2 separate regions of the Salmo salar genome follow, and region 1 is linked to region 2. A link is a contact called in public Hi-C data. All regions are on one chromosome and are shown on one strand. The core of a region is the stretch at or near the end of the contact, and the rest is flanking DNA. Distances in the headings are between cores, read along the strand shown. Region 1 has its middle 4.5 kb from the start of LOC106589480. Region 2 holds the start of wdr45b (WD repeat domain 45B).

Region 1 (3,078 bases), core at 426-2,925, 37 kb before region 2:
AGTGAATGGGTCTGTGTAATGGAAAAAGGGATGAACTGTTTCCTAATGACCTTTAAACAAAGGAGTTTCCCACCACGAAAAGTCACAATGACAAGGAAGTTCTTCTGCCTTGGTCTGATCAAATATTTACTAGATTTTATGGACAGATAAATGTTGCAAGCCATGTACCAAAGTAAACCTTCCGTGTACTGTAGTATGTGACACAACTGGTTTAGGGTGGCAAACACAGACACACCCATGTGCTGGGTGATAATCTCTCTCTGAACATGAACAATGGAGGCTGGAGAAATACCTATGATCACTGCCAACAACTCAGAGGAATTGTTTAAGATAACTAATAAAGGGGGAAATAATGTAGGCCTAGTCGTTTTTAGTTCAGTTTCCTTCAGCTATTTTATATGATTGAAAATGTTGCTTTGGTGATATTAAGCAGAGCATTTCTAATCACCTACCATTTTTGGGGGGCATTTGGGATTGTCATCTGAAAGAGAGAAAAAAAGACAAGTATTTCACTTCAGCCTAACAGTGTGCCAAAGACAACATACCTCTACATCCTGTGCCATAAAGGCCCAGCTTGCTTATAATGGCCATAGGACACTTAGTCATTGTGTTTAGCTGAACTGCAATTTGTAAATGTGTCAGGCATGCCTTACTAATTCATCTCTGGAGGCTAGTTACACAGAATCAAGGCTGCAGTTGACATGTCACTCGGGTGTTGAAATGCCTCTATTGTTCCCCTGGGGTTAAGTTTCCAGTTCACACCAAGCATGTGTATACCGCAGAGTCTTTCCAATATCCGGTGCCAACAACCACTGAATGAAGTGCTAACACACTGCGGCAAGAGAACTTAACACCGTGTTGCACGTCCGTGTTAACAAAGAAAGCTGGGATTCAGTTCTACCTGACTACAGACAGCCCATCACTCTGCCAACAGTTGACACTTCTGTGGCCCTCTGGTGTCCCCTGTGGTGATGCCGTTTCATTGATCCATGCCAAGCACCTGGCTTATGCTTTACTGCATTATAAACACAATTTATGGTTCTGAATAATATTAACAAATAAGGGGTTAATTATTCCACACTATAAAATACTTTGTTCAGTCTTTTTCCATGTTTGGCCCTCAGAGAAAGTAGACTTTAGTGACACCACATGCACTACTCTATATATATATTATAAACACTAGATGGCAGTGTTGTCTCTAAAACAGACAAGTTGCTGCAATGAACAACATCTAGCTGCTTGCTTGCACCTGATGACCCTTCCTTCACTTGCGCAGAACTGAAAGAGCATCAAACGTTCTGCTTTCACGCCTTTGTTTTCAAATCAGTGCAAAGGAAGTAGGGGATTATAAACAGCAACTACTTTAGTAGACTATTGAGATGCATGCACCCCCAAGCTATCTAGTCTTGATCACAGCAGTGCAGAGACAATTATGGAGAAATGTGAACAGTGAGCTGTCATTATTCATGAACAAGTACCAGTCTCTGCACACACATATACCCGTGTACAAATATTTTCAGTGACATAAAAAGGGCAAACTGACTCGACTCCACATCATGTTTATCTAGAGATTTCTAAAGGTGAAATTCAAAAGAAGGTAGTCAGCTGGTTTCCCCAACTTGTACATTTCAGTAAAACGTTCAGACAGATTTGATCTTGAATGCAACTCCACTATGTGATGATGTCATCGATAAACGAACGCGCATACATGCCACATGGAATGTTCTCTATGCGCCACGCTTGTTCATGTTGCAATCATAGAGTTAAGCACCGGACATTCAACGATGACACCTTGTCACGTTGGCCATTTACACGTCTTGTGAATTAATAGGCTATTAAATATGGACTATCGAAGTTAATTTCTAATATCCACACCTTTGTATTTGACCTCCATAACATTTCGAGTCGCCTGGAGCATTGTGGGTACTACGATTTGTAAACTAAAAGGCTGCTCGGCTGCATAGAAGACACGGCAGGATCGACTGTCGGCAGGATGGACTGTTTGAATTTGAATCATGTGACCCAACAACAGAATCCCCCGTTCCAAGAAGGAGCACTTTGATCAGGACCTACCTCACCCCATTCAACTTTACCAAACCCAAACTGGGAAAAACGGGGAAGGGTTGAGTTGTGTGTTCAAAATCCACCGCTGTCCATTAAATATGTCACCAGTCACTTCAAGCCGCATCACGGCACACCCACAGAACGGAATTCTACAGCTGCACCATTGAGAATATCTTGACTGGCTGCATCACTGCTTGGTATTGCAACTGCTTGGCATCCGACCGCAAGGCGCTACAGAGGGTACTGCGTGCGGCCCAGTACATCACTGGGGCCAAGCCTCCTGCCATCCAGAACCTCTATACCAGGCAGTGTCAGAGGAAGGCCCTAAAGATTGTCAAAGACTCCAGCTACCCAAGTCAGAGACGGTTCTCTCTGCTACCGCATGGCAAGCGGTACTGATGCACCAAATCTGAAACCAACAGGACCCTGAACAGCTTCTACCACCAAGCTATAAGACTGCTAAATAGTTAGTTAAATAGTTAACCAATAGGCTAGGCTGAAACACCTGCATTTTGGAGCTGACTTACCCAAGAAAGCAAAACAGAGACCAAGTTTGTATGCAGCTTTGTTAACTCAATGATTTTTATATATTTTTTACATTGTTTAAAAAATATGTTATTGTTTTTTGTTTTTTTTGCTAAAAAGGTGGGGCTCAAAACAGGTGGGGCTCTGCCCCCACCTGCCCTGAATGACGGGTTGCCACTGGGAAGTACAAAAGCCATTGATGGAGCACATGGTCTGAACAGACTAAGATTAATATAGGAGTCACACCAGAGGAAATAGCTGTCACTCCGGGGGACATAATCCATTAATACACTATTAGAATTTCCTTTTACGGCTTATTTATCGTCAAATAACACTCATGATACCTATTTGTATTATTTAGCAATTTTCCAATAACCCCGGCTGACCTCACTCCGAGTGAGATGCAGTCGACCCGTCTTCCGATGGTATTTCTGTGCGGGGCATGGCACGCCTAGGCAGTGCCATGGTGTCAGAGACATGTTGTGTTTG
Region 2 (2,937 bases), core at 165-2,664:
GGAAGTTGGTATTTACCACATACGACTGACACCCCAAATTGAACGCCCCTCCTACTGGTAATTACTAGTGGGAAACTCGTCAATCATCCCTGAGCTCCACATGCTGACTTTACATTGTCAGGAAATTACCTTGAGAACAGAATTTTTGGCAGGTTAAATCAAACATTATTTATAAAAAGCAATATATTAATACGTTTTATGAGCATATAATACGTTTACAAGCATGACAGCTGTACTTTTAGTTGATGGTTGACACAGATTGTTGGCCATTAGCAAATCTGAGTTTATTAATGAGTCAAAGCACTTGAATGCATCCAACAGAGGGTTATCCAAGAAGCAGGTTTGAGGAGCTGGCGAGGTAACTTTGGTCAACTGAGTTCAACTCGTGATACCCGGCCATAAGAAAGTGGCTCACCTTTTAGCCAGGTAAACAAACCTGCTCCAGGGCAGGCTAACTCATTGCTAACTCCACTTACCCTGAATGAAATGACAGAGCTGTGAGTTGAGGAGCAATTAAATCAGATTCCCTCCCTCTTGCAAAGATTGCATCATCATTAAATATAGTTTTTGCCTTGGCAGCAACTAATGGGGATCATACTAAATACAAAGATGGCACCAGCGATAAGTAATAAAATAAAGACAGTGCTTCTAAATGCCTATTTCACACCATAGCCTGCTGAACTTGCAAGATAACTTTTCTTTCATTTGTATTTAGGCACAAATGAAAATGTGGCACTGACTCACCCAAGAATTGATATTTTAGCATTGTCTCAATGAAGAGTTCGGCATGTACAGGCAGTTACAAGCCTGCTAGAGTTAGCGGCAGGCGGAGGTGCAATATCCACCGTCGTAGTATGGATGAATCCTGAGCTGGAATGTAAAGCTAACTGAAATTAGTTAAATAAAGGTTACATTTTTTTAAAGTAGATCTAACTTGCTTTACGACGTCACAACTGGTAATTACCACCTTCCCACTTGGTTATGAATGCAGCATTACAGCCCGGCCTCAAAACATCGTTAGGATGGCATCGTCGACAGAACTGGCAACCAAAGAAGATTTCGATGAAGAGACAATTTCTCACCATGATCCTGGTTGAATCCCGCGTACAGTAGTCCGTTCCCATGTGCGTTTGATGGTAGTAAATTCATTATTTCGATCAGATAATCTCAGTCGTACGTTAGTCAAATTTCCACAGAATGCTAGCTAGCTACCATTTTTCCTGTGCCAGACAGCCAGTTAGGAAAAACAACACAGCTCTTGGTTCATCCAGGACGCTCAAAAGAGCACCGAGTGATCGAGTGTGAGTTTCATCAAAGATGGTGGATAAATGAAGATAGTTCAATCAGGCCGTTTACCGTTGTCTGCTTAAGGGGATGGCACACCCATAGACACCAATGCGATAGCAGTCAGCTTTCAGAGGTTCTCAAAGTTGGGAGAGGTCCGTGGAGGTACTGCAGGGGTCCGCAGCCATATCTCAAAATATGTTTTACATTTCTATTTTTTTTATTAATAATACTAACAACAGATTAAACTACTTTGGCCAAGGGATCCATGGAATAAGTAAAGTGTGTAATAAAGACTCACAGTGGAGGTGTCATAATTCCCATAAAATCTAGTGGTCAAACAGGAAAATGGTTTCAATCGTTTTTCCACCATTCATTTTTCCCATAGGGGATTGTAGAAACACTTAAAATAAGGGCAGTGTTTTGTGTAGGCTTACCCTGGTGTGACGTTTTGATAACTGAGCAAACCTCTGTTGGACAAGGTAACCTTTATGAATATATTTGCCTGTAATTACCCACAAAAATGAAATGCTAATTAGATGCTAATGTGGCTATCATACACAAGTACTACACATCCTGTCGCAAGCTTTGATGTAATCACTCAAAGCCCAAGGTGGGAAAATCCTCCACACAGAGGCTTTGCTAGAGCTGTGGGATAAGGTAAGCCCTGTTTGCTAGCTGCTAACAAGCTATTTTGGTTAGGTCAAAGATCTGTGGTTAACTAGATGCTTTTAAAAATTATCAAGATATCCCCTGACTAGTTATGTGTACAACACACGTTACCATCCTTACAAGTAAAAAGAAAATCAGCGTAGGCTAGCATAATTGCCTTTTTAATTTTGACAAATCCTTTGTGAGTTAGCCAGCTAGTTAATGTTAGTTCAAGGTTTGTGTAGTCATACTTTTTTATGAGGTCAAATCAAATAAAGTTTGTCACGTGCACCGAATACAACAGGTGTTGACCTTACAGTGAAATGCTTACTTACAGGCTCTAACCAATAGTGCAAAAAAGGTATTAGGTGAACAATAGGTAAGTAAAGAAATGAAAAGACAGTGAAAAACAGTAGCGAGGCAATAAAAGTAGCAAGGCAACATACAGACACTGGTTAGTCAGGCTGATTGAGGTAGTATGTAGATATGGTTAAAGTCACTATGCATATATGATGAACAGAGAGTAGCAGTAGCGTAAAGAGGGGGTGGCGGGACACAATGCAGATAGCCCGGTTAGCCAATGTGCGGTAGCACTCATTGGTCGAGCCAATTGAGGTCATATGTACATGAATGTATAGTTAAAGTGACTGTGCATAAATGATAAACAGAGAGTAGCAGCAGTGTAAAAGAGGGGTTGTGTGGTGCACACAATGCAAATAGTCCGGGTAGCCATTTGATTACCTGTTCAGGAGTCTTATGGCTTGGGGGTTAAAACGGTTGAGAAGCCTTTTTGTCCTAGACTTGGCACTCTAGTACCGCTTGCCAGGATATAGCTAGCTAGTTAGGCACCTTTGTTAGCTAGTTGGCTACATTAGTTAGGGTGCAATGTTAGCTAGCTAACACTATCTCACGTGGTGTCGTTGGACTTCCCTGACTGGTGGCGACATGCTAGCGAATGTGCCTAACGTTAGTGATTAGCGCTAACTAGCTAATGTTAAATAT

Evidence for each region. A called contact is a pair of places that touch in the nucleus more often than the background predicts.
Region 1: a contact with region 2 is called in a Hi-C map of gill, with 4 times the contacts expected there. The contact joins the enhancer-like site here to the promoter of wdr45b in region 2. A contact is called at or near these places in 2 of 3 Hi-C or Micro-C datasets (blood and gill).

The regions. Positions count from the first base shown.
Region 1 is chrssa28:11,825,283-11,828,360 of Ssal_v3.1, reverse strand. No RefSeq gene overlaps it. Among protein-coding and RNA genes, the nearest start is that of LOC106589480, 4.5 kb to the right of the region's middle. Within about 2 kb of position 1,675, at least 11 of the 13 cell types and tissues checked have an H3K27ac peak or open chromatin away from gene starts, as enhancers often do. A contact at or near this core is called in gill, where this site is marked.
Region 2 is chrssa28:11,788,412-11,791,348 of Ssal_v3.1, reverse strand. It overlaps wdr45b (WD repeat domain 45B), which reads right to left and starts at 1,414. Exons shown (of 10, transcript XM_014179516.2): 1 at 1,083-1,414. The coding sequence starts at 1,149.